Regions from separate parts of the Lactuca sativa genome. Here region 1 is linked to region 2. A link is a contact called in public Hi-C data. All regions are on one chromosome and are shown on one strand. Each heading gives the region's core, a stretch centred on a gene start, on an enhancer-like site or on the middle of the called end of the contact. The rest is flanking DNA. Distances are from core to core; before and after follow the strand shown.

Region 1 (5,601 bases), core at 558-3,057, 300 kb after region 2:
TAAAATAAAGTAAACATCTGTGGTCAAAATTGAAGGAGAGAGACATCACTATTCCAAACTGTGTTGTAATTTAAATATGTATATAAATAGTTATGACAATTGACATCGACATTGGTAGTTATCCTATGTTAAGTTATCATTGTATAACAAAGTAAACCATCAATGTCTCGCGTATTATTAAATTACATTGATATCTTTAGGCTGGAGGGTGTGGTGCCATCTAATGTTTTAAAAACCGGTTTGAACCGGCCGGTTGAACCGGTTGGATCGGGAACCGGAAGAGGGAGCGGTTCAACTATCACCGGTTTTATATTGATTTCTGAATCGGATTGAACCAGCCGGTTTTTAGAAAAAACCGGTTGAATCGGTCAAAATAAACCGGTTAAACCGAATAAAAACACATGAAAAAGAACAATTTACATAATAAACTTTGGTGATTTTTTTTCAAATCTATTTAGTTTTCTCTAAATAAAAACATATGGTAGATGTTATAAATTCTTTTGATGTGTTTGAATTCATCAAAAACTATATTTCATTTCGGTATTATACTTTATTTCCTTTTTGACGTATATGAGATGATGTAAAACACTAAAACTTATGGTTATGTGTTATTTTAATTTACTTGGATTATCTACAACTTATTTTTATGTGTATTTTTAATGTTTGAACTTGTAAACATCAACTTCATAATTTCTATATGTATGTATGTGTAGGAAAATAGAAAAAAACATGAAAAATATAGAAACCGGTTCTCCCGGCGGTCGAACCAGTTAAACCGGTTGAACCGAGAACCAGTTATCATACCAGTTCAACTAAAAAACCGGTTTTTAAAACACTGGTGTCATCGAAACCGCACTCTCTCTCCCCCGCCACATAAGCGTCATGCTATTTTTTACCACTCAAGTGTGGTTTCTTGCCACACCAAGGGAGTGGTGCCACACATTCTTTTTTTTAAAACTATTTTAATTTAATAAAAATTCTTTTTTTTAACGATTTTAATTTAATAAAACTTCTATTTTAATAAAAAAAACATAATTTTTCATTATTTGAAAATTAAAAAAAAATTACATTGCATTACCACAAAAAAATAAAAAAATAAAAAAAACACGAAAACCACACACATGAAATTTAAATAATCCTAGAAACTTAAAAAACATAAATAAAATAACTAAAGCAAACTAAATAAAATCGTTCTCTGAGAACTCATCTTCGAGGTCATCCGGTGGATCCAAATTAAGGTTAATGTTTTGAACCCCGTAAGTGTATTCCACCAAGTTATTGCGAAGATTGTGAAATGTTTCAGTGCAACGTATCTTTGTTCTCCTGTTTATATACTCTTCGCCACCAATTTCTATTGGTTGTGTCTCTGGTATGGTTTCTTCCTCGTCAAACGCACATATTGCTCTTCATTCGTCTTCAATAATCATGTTATGCAATATAAGACATGTATACATGATTTCTTGAAGTTTTTCCTCGCCTAAATAAGCTGCTGGTTTTTTCAATATGAACCACCGTTTATTCAGAACTCCAAAAGCACGCTCAACATCCTTCCTAGCTCTTTCTTGAGCTCTCTTGAATTTCTTTCGTCTAGAACCATGTGAAGCTGTAAACGATTTAACAAACACAGCATACTCAAGATAGATTCCATCAACCAGATAATAACCATACTTATATGGCGTTCCACGCACTTGAAAAGAAGAATCTGGTGCGGATCCATCGTATATGTTGTTAAATATTGGTGAACGATTAAGAACGTTGATGTCGTTAATCGAACCAGGAGAACCAAAAAAAGCATGCCAAATCCACATATCTTGTGATGCAACTACTTCAAGTATGATCGTTGGGTCACCATGATCACCTCAGGTAAATTGCCCATGATATGCTGTAGGGCAATTTTCTCATGCCCAATGGAGACAATCTAAGCTTCCTAGCATTCCAGGAAACCCATGCACACTAGCATGATGAGCTTGCAATTGCAGGATGTCATTACGTGTAGGCTTACGTAAATATTTTGGACTATAAAACTGAATCACAGTTTTGCAGAAAAAAATGGAGATTATCTTGTACGATCCTAGTAGACATCCTAAAACTTTCGTCTAACGCATCAGGCAGAATGCCATATGCTAATTGACGAAGTGCGGTCGTGCATTTTTGTAAGGGAGTGAACGGGTGTATCTCTAGCATTGTAGCGTTGTTGGAAAAAACTACACTCCATCGTTACATCTTCAACTATACGTTCGAATAAACTTTTGAGCATTTTGAAGCGCCTACGAAAATAATACCCTTGATAAGTGCCATTCTCTGCAAAATAGTCTTGCACCAAACGTTGGTTGGCTTCTTCACGATTTCTACAAATATATATATATATATATATATATATATATATATATATATATATATATATATATATATATATATATATATATATATATATATATATATATTCGTGTTCTCAATTGAGAACTTGCAGCTGCGTTGTTACATACAACGTTATATGTTTGTTCCGCCATTTGAACACACGCAATAACGGTATCAAAAATATTCTGAAATTCTTCAGAAGATGAAGAGGATGACATTTTTGAGAGAGTGGTGATTTTAAAAAAAAAAAAAATTGAGAGAGAGAAAATATTGCGTTGTGAAAAAAAATTAAGTTGATATGTATATATAGGAAAGAAAAAGCAAAAGCAAAAAAAAAATAATAAAAAAACTAAAAAAAATAATAATTACTGAACAACCGATCATACCTTCCGAACTTCCCTCCACCAATCACAAAACGCGGCTTTAAAGGACTGCACTGCAGCCAAAACCGCACAAGATCGCGGTCTGGGGGCGTTGTGCGCGGTCCAGGTGGCACGAACCGCGGTCCCAAACCGCAGCCACACCGTGCAGCCTTATTTACAAAGTAGGTTTTGAAATATAACTCTTATGAGGAAATCAGGGCTTCTGTATTTTCTTTTATCATCCATCACCTATATTTATTTTATCATCCATCACCTATCATATACACCACCAACGACCCTCCTTATCAATCCATTTCAGTCGTATCATCCACCATACACACCACCGACCACCCTTTTTGGTAAAACTATTTTTGGTCGGTTTCGTAGATTTAGACGATATTCTGTTTTTTCCGTTAATTTGGTTAAAATATTAGGATTTTTGTGAAGATTACTTTAATAACCAAAAAAATTTAGACTTTTTTTAAGATTACCCATAAATTAATGTATATTATTATTAACAAATCATTTAAAAGTATAACATATCTTTTTTTTATTACAAACAAAGAAAATATAGTCGTTACTAATCCTATACTAATAAAAGAATAGTTTTAATCTTATTTTGTCATGTGTCACTCTAATACAACTTCATATTAATATTATATCATGTGTCAAGGAGATATATTAGGCAAATCACTATCACAATTAATGATGTTAAAGTTTTAAATAAAAAATTAAACTTTTTATAGAAACATTTACTTTTTTAATTATATGTTATATTTGAAGTCATAACTAACTTTAAAATTTTTGTATATCTCTTAATTAATAATTTATTTAAAATAATTGACTAATAATTATGAATTTTTGCTATCAAAACTAAATTAATTTTATAACTGTAGTTTTCATGGTTATAAACTAGTAACTAGTAATAAAAAGGTGGACTAAATATTCTCTTATTGTTTGTTGACAATTTCAAATTCTCTACATTCCTCTTACGCATCCTCGTAGTGTCGTGAGATGCACTCTATAAATGTTATTTTCATGACAGTGGTGTTTTTATGTTCTTTAACCTAAATAATGATAATTAAATTATAACACCTTATAACTTTATTATCCATATTATGTTCACATGTTTACTAACGACTATGTAATGTAAATCTATGTAAACAAACAAGCTATAATGAATTTATTTATTTATCTAATGAGACTGTTTTTTTTTATGTTTTCCAAGATACTTAACATATCGTTGTTTATAAACGCTCTTTGTCAAATATATATCCTACTAAAGATATGTTGCATTAAATGTCCGATCGTACCTAGTGAATCTAGAACCTGTAACGAAGTGGTTCCTTATTTATATGAAACCGAAAAAAATAAAGAAATACTAGTGACGGTTTGGCTCATAAGACTAAACATATTTAAACAGAACTTCAATTGTTATGTTGAAATGCTTACAATTATAACCGAAGAGGTCTTATATCTTAAAATACATTCATTCATTGTATTGTTATTGATACTTTTTAAAACACACTTTTCAATAACTATTAAACTAACCACAAAATTGCCACTAACGACATTGATTTTAATATAGCCACTACCTATAACTAACAAATATAACATTAACTTTGATATCCACAACAATCAACAATAGCAATACAACGATTTCATATACTTATGTTTAATTATATAATGCATAACAAAATTTATAAGATTAGTATTATGTAATACATTGTGCTGTAATTATCTTCGCTTATGTTGGATCAATTGGGCCATCAGTTTTGAAGCTTAATAATAAGAATATCTATCAATAACTAAAATTACGTATTTTATTATCAACCAAAATTCCAAATCTCAACTAGTTGTATAAAATTGGAAATAAACAAACGTCACAAACCTGTGGGTAATGGAGTGGAAGCTGGAGGCAGAGGGCGGTGGCTGTGGGACGGTGCCCGACAAACAGTGGGCGGCAACGGACGGCAGAGGGGCAATTGCCGATTGGGAGGTCAATTACTCGATTGCCATTTTGTCGAAGTGGAGATTGCATGTCCAGTCGACGTTTCATTTTTTTTTTCTTTTCCTTTTTTTCATTGTTTAATTTAATGAACTGGGCTATTGTCTATTAAGTTAAATTTTAAATCAATTGGGCTAATTGTAAATAGACTGAAATTTAAAATATGGGCTTAAATTTTTTTGATACATATATTTTTTGGTAAGTATCATAGAGTAGGTCTTTAAAAATTTATAAGATAGTTTCAAGTAAAAACTTTTAGGTATTCTTAATAAATGAAGGTTTTTTTGTTGGTCATATTTCAATTTATGAGTTTTGACGCTTGTCATTTTGTGGTATTTTTAAATAAATGTTTTTTTTTCTATTTGTTATTTTCTCATTTTTTTTTATCTTTCTTAATTAACACATCATATTTACACCTTAATTAATAATTGTCTTAATTGAAATTAACCAATAAGTTACAATATTACAACTCATATAGTATTTAATATGTTTCCTTTTAAATTCAAATTTTAAATTTCAAATTTAAATAAATTTTTGTTTAAACCTTCCTATTTAATTATTTTTTTTGTTTTATCCAATCCGTATAACATACGGGTCTCACAACTAGTAATTTATAATTATAAAGTAGGTCTTTAGAAATTTATAAGATAGTTTTTAAGTAAAAACTTCTAGGTATAATTTATCATACAAGTTATAAAATTAGGTGGTTCCTAGTACCCCTCTTAGCACTATGACTATGTACATACGCATAGGCCATATTGTCTCGACTCTACACAGTTTTTAACATGAGAATTGTGTTGGTTTTTGCAGAGTAGGAATGCCAAGTTAGATTTTGAATTACAAGAAGCGAACAATTATATAAATCTTTAGGTG
Region 2 (5,618 bases), core at 2,485-4,984:
AACTTGCACGTGTGGAAGTGGGGAGCTTTTAGGAAAATAAATATCACAAGTTCCTGTTTCTTTATCAATCACGAATCTTGGGTAAGGCTTAAAGTACCTAAAAGTGATAGAATAGTAAAATATAAATATATAACAATTCCAATTTTGGTCATCTTATTGAAAAAAAAAATAAAAGCATCTAAAAGAGTAAAAGAGCAAACCCATCAGAAGGTAGCCTTGAACAATAAAAGTACACCATGGAAATACTGGAACTCAAGCTCAATGTCGCCCCTGTAGATTCAACATGATACACCACAGCATCATACAAGTCTTTTTCAAGGGGCCCACATGGTTCAGAAGCATGGCTTAAAGACTCATCCCGCATCCTCTTTCCACTCAGAAGGTAATTATTCACCTTATTCAACGTCTTTTCATCCCCACTAAAAACCATCAAAACAAGATATTACTCAAATATTAAATAACATATCTCCACGTAAATCACATATAAGAAAAGTCGATAAAGTTTCCACCTTTTAACCAGTAAAAGAAAATCAGAATCCTGCATTCGAGCACGACCTCTAGACTGAATAAAACTGCAAACAGTTGATGCAGAATCAAATCTTATTACAAGATTGCATTTCTGCACATCCAAGCCTTCTTCAAGAATTGATGTTGCAACAATGATGTTTACCTGTACACATCACAAAGTGCCCAAATTATGTTTTAAGAAATGCAATTTGACTATTCTTTAAAAAAGAAGAAGAAGAAGAAGAAGAAAATAGACATACCATTCCTTTATGGAACTCTTCCACTATTTTATTTTGTAATCCTCGGCTTTGTGATTGCATTGCTGAATGATTTCCAGCTATATATTTTGTTGTCCAATCAAAAAGTTTAGGGTGCAATTCACAAAGTAAGCTTTTGAGCACCCTTGCTGTTATCACCCTTTCAACAAATATTATACATCTCATATCCTTCACATGCCTGCAAGAAATTTATAAAAAATAATTACAGATTGTTCAGGATATAGCAAATTGCATAAAATGATAAAATAGCAACATAGTTTACTTTTTTAGAAATATAGACAATGTATTTTGTTCTTCACACATATAAGCTTCCTAGTTAGATTTTATTGACACATAATAGCAGTATATTTAGAAATATTTACTCATAATAACAAACAAAGTACAATGAACAGAAGTATAAACCTGTATTCAGCAAGAGATTCGATTAAACAGACAACTTTTGTTGAGAGCAAGCCAATGCTTACAGTTGCTTCATTCACCTGAGTGATGGACCATTCTAGAAATTGCCAAAAATAAAATAGTTTGAATAATAAGATTGTGAAAAGTATTGGCAATATTTAATTAGTATAAAGAAAGATTAAATAGATGTCTTCATTACCCTTAGGTATGTAAGAGCAAAAAACTTTGGTAGCATCTTTACAAAAATCTCTGGCAATGCTCTCACCACGTACATCTAGCTGCCCCCATGAAAAGAGATCGGTTTTTTCGCATGAATATGCTTCGGCTGCCTGTTACAAGGGGTTAAAAGGTCATTTTCTGTTTCTATGTTTGGAGGAAAGGATTAAGAGTTTAAAAACACACCTTTAAAGCCAAGAAAATGCCCAATTCGGTTAAGCAATGTACAAAAGTTGAATGCAACTTGGACAATCTGTTCATGGCATTTTGCATTGAAGATGTTGAAAGAGTTGTAGTACTGACTTTATCTTCATGCTGTGAAGTAATATTGGTATTTCTTAATAATACAATTTTGATAAATATTCAAAAGTCAAAACAAGTCAAGATTACCTTTTTTCTTAAGATTGACAGATTGCTTTTTAAAGCCTCGAGAACATGATAAGGAAGTTCTCTGTCCTCATAGAACTTAAGCTTAACAGTTGAAAAGGGAATGTAGCCAGATAAAACAGATTCACTTGCACATGTATATATCTTCATTAAGAAAGAAATCTATGTAAGCTATTATAATCAAATAACAAGTTTAAATGATTAAAGAAAATGTGAAATTCTGTTTAGAAACCTTTGAATTCATCACAGTCTCAAGGTTGTTAATCTGCTCCCAGTAATCCTTGCCAGAGTTTGACACTAGAATACAACAAACAAGCTAATCAGGATCACTAATAAAGTCTAATTGGAAAATTAATAAAGTAAAAAAAAAAAAAAAAAAAAAAAAATTAATACCTTTAGCTTCCACAGGTGAAGCTGTCATCCCTAGTACCCTAGGAAGCTCAGAACCACCATCACATAAACGCCTGTGATAAAACTCCTACAAAGATAGATTTTTTCAAATTTTCAAGAACATTTAATAGAGTATTAGTAATGATAATATTAACAATAAAAAAAACAAAGAAAACAAAAGGGTGTAAAACATATAACACACCTTCATAATGAGAGCCATTGCATGTTTTTTCTTGGCATGATGACATTCATCAAATATCAAGAGCTTAATGTCATCCAAGCTTAAAAAGCTATGGCTCAAGGCATTAAGCAAAATTTGAGGTGTCATTACCATTATCTGCAGCATGATTAATGAAGGGTGAAACAACGTATGATTATATACATAGATTAAAAAAAAAAGGATTACTTTTTTATACCTGGTTTTCATCTTGTTGTTTCTTCCAGTCAGCAGCCTTCCAAAAATCAACGCCTTTTTGGCCCCAGTATTCTTCCACTTTCAGATCGACATGTTTTCTCACATTCTCAGCTTGCTAAACATCAAAGAAGGATATACAAATTCTCATGATTGTGCTTCAGTGAAGAAATTAATAGACATATCAAGAGATATATACACATACCTGTTGTACTAAGACAACAGTGGGAACCAAAAAAACTGCAAAAAAACGTGATGGTTTTCTCAACAGATAGGCATAGTGGCGTAGAAGCATGATGGCAATCAATGTTTTGCCTGATCCAGTTTCCAAGAACACTATTGTGTTCTGCTTTATCGCTTGCTCCAGTGCTTCTATTTGATAACTGATCAAAATACACAAAATTTCGCATCAAGAACGCTTAGAACTTATCAAAACTTTGAGTAAAGCATCGTATAAAAGTTAAATTCGTAAAAGATCGACAAGAACTTTCATTAATACAATTTCCCTCCGATGTTCTCTCTAACCTGCATTCTCCGTTTTGATTAACCTAAGTTTTGTGTTTTGCAACCACATCTATGTCAATAAACCCAAAAAAATAAAATTATCGATGATCATTGTAGGTCCTACAAAATATTAACTCATCGATTCCTGCAAAACAACTTTACTTTTTCAAGTTTGTATCTTGTTGCAGATTGATGTAAGTATATGGTTAGCCCCAAACTTGAATGACGCATAAATCAAAGGGATGATCAAATACTAAACGGTTTACCTTCTAGCAAACGGGAATTGATCGGCAGATGTTTCACCACCGCTTCCATCGTCATTGGCGGCCATCCTCTTTCTCACTGTGAATCTTCAACAAAAAACAGGGGGGAATGATGAAAGGCGTGGGAGATAACGTAAAGAACGCACGAATTGAAGTAGAATAGAATCAGGGTTTTAGACGGTTGTGAGAGAGAGAAAGAGAGGGGGAAGATGAGTGGGTTTCGCAAACTTGGAATGGCATTTAAAAGAAAATGATGCGTCTTTAAAACTCGTGTCTTGAAGTGGTTACTGTTGTTCTTAAGCGCATTTGTCACAGCGATTCTTTCTGTGGAAGTTATTCGAATTTAGAGTATGGAGTGTGAGGTCTGGTGTTGTTGATGATACAGTGAAGTTTGTATTTTTGAATGAAAGTTTTGGACTTTTTTGCTTGCGTCAGCGTAAAGCGCTGACCCTCTTCCTGGAGGACATTCCTACGGTATTTGATCATATCGTAACTTTTATTTTCAAAAATTTATTATAGTTGAAATTGAAATCTAGATTTAAATGAAAAAGATGATAAATTTAATCAAAAATATTTTATTTTGACCCTTTTCCTAGAGGACATTCCTACCGTATTCGATCATATCGTACTTTTATTTTCAAAATTTTATTATAGTCAATGTTGTAAAAATCGTTTGACGATAGCTCGACGGTCGACTGATATTAGGGGATTAATCGGTCTTGGCGGGGATTAATCGGGGACCATAGATTATTAATAAAATTTTAACATTAATTAAATATTAATATATCTTAAGAAAAACAAGTACTTCAAATTAGAAAATAAAAAAAATTGAAATTTGGAAATTTGAAAATACCAAAATATGAACATTTTGGTATAATATTTGAAATTTTGAAAATTTAAAAATTTTGGAGTAAAAAAAGAAAGTTGGTTTTTTAAATTTTTTAAAAATTTTTTGACCTTTTTTTAGACTTTTTTACCTTTTTTGACTTTTGTTGACCTATTAATCCCATTAAAGCCGATCAATCCTAAATTTCCGATTAATGTCTTAATCCTCGACGATTGGAGAATGTCAAGCGATTAATCGCCGATTAATCCCGATTTCTGCAAACATGATTATAGTTAATATCTACATGTTTAAATGAAATGAAAAAGATGATAAATTTAATCAAACATATTTAATTTTTTTCTCACATAGCCATAAATTTTGCATTGCTAGTTAGTCTGCGAAATGGTCGAAACATCATCATTGACCATTTACCAGTATGTCTGTGGAATTATGTGGTCCTATGATAATTCATCGGTATAAAAACAAATAATTTATTTATTCTATTAATAATTTAAAACAAAAATGGTTTTGAATTAAATTCCGGATTGAAAATTCATATCCTATAGGTGATGATTTTAATTTTGTATTTTTAATTGTTTTTATATTTTCTCAGTAGCATTTTTTTAGTGCGGGAAATTGTCATTTTCCATATCTAAACGTTATTTCACGATGACCATTTCTCAGTGAACAAATGGATCCATTTTTCATAGTGGCCATCTTTTGGTGTGGAAACTTACCACTTTGGAGTACCTTTTTACGAAATAGTTATTTTCCACACTTTAAATGACCATTTTTGGTAGCAGGTTCATTTTCTCTTACTTGATCATTGTTTTATTTAAGACAAAATTTAGAAGTTTGAGTTGTTAGTAATTAAGAAAAAATATCACCTATGGAAGTTTCGTCATGTGTCAGGTATTTGAGTGGAGATGTATGTATTGAAAATTTGTGGTAGTTTCGAATGTTGAAAGTTCACATGCACAGAAAAAATCTCACTTATGGAAGTTCATTAATGTGATTGGTGGAATTTCCAATAAAATATAAAGAAAACAAACAAACCACCCCAGATGGTGGATGATATAGGCAATCGTCTACGGCGACCCATCTATTAAAAGTTACCAAAAACTTTATGGACTTTATTATAAATATATTATACAAGATTGATCTTGAAGATATCATTAATAATTATGCATCTCAAAAAGTTAGAAAAAATATTTTTCAATAAATATATGGATTTTTGTAGTCGAAAATGTTATTTTTAGAAACTAATATAAGGAACTTCTTTCAATTATTTGAGCTATTATAAAATAGTTGATAAAATTTATGTATTTTAAATGTCTTTTTTTCTCTCGGGGTCCAAAATATGTTTAGAATGACCCTAAAAACAAACTCATATGACATTGATTATTTACGGTTTTGTTGTTGTGCAATATATAGAA

What was found. A called contact is a pair of places that touch in the nucleus more often than the background predicts.
Region 1: a contact with region 2 is called in a Hi-C map of seed, with 4 times the contacts expected there. The contact joins the promoter of LOC111903065 here to the promoter of LOC111903043 in region 2. A contact is called at or near these places in 2 of 4 Hi-C or Micro-C datasets (leaf and seed).

Annotation. Positions count from the first base shown.
Region 1 is chr9:60,676,699-60,682,299 of Lsat_Salinas_v11, forward strand. LOC111903065 reads right to left here and starts at 1,808. Exons shown (of 2, transcript XM_023898859.1): 1 at 1,453-1,808; 2 at 1,179-1,404. The coding sequence starts at 1,808. The coding sequence ends at 1,179.
Region 2 is chr9:60,372,288-60,377,905 of Lsat_Salinas_v11, forward strand. It overlaps LOC111903043 (endoribonuclease Dicer homolog 2-like), which reads right to left and starts at 3,735. Exons shown (of 22, transcript XM_023898839.3): 1 at 3,360-3,735; 2 at 2,795-2,972; 3 at 2,594-2,707; 4 at 2,380-2,514; 5 at 2,181-2,265; 6 at 2,020-2,084; 7 at 1,791-1,931; 8 at 1,587-1,715; 9 at 1,384-1,513; 10 at 1,188-1,281; 11 at 768-963; 12 at 510-670; 13 at 201-419; 14 at 1-97. The coding sequence starts at 3,424.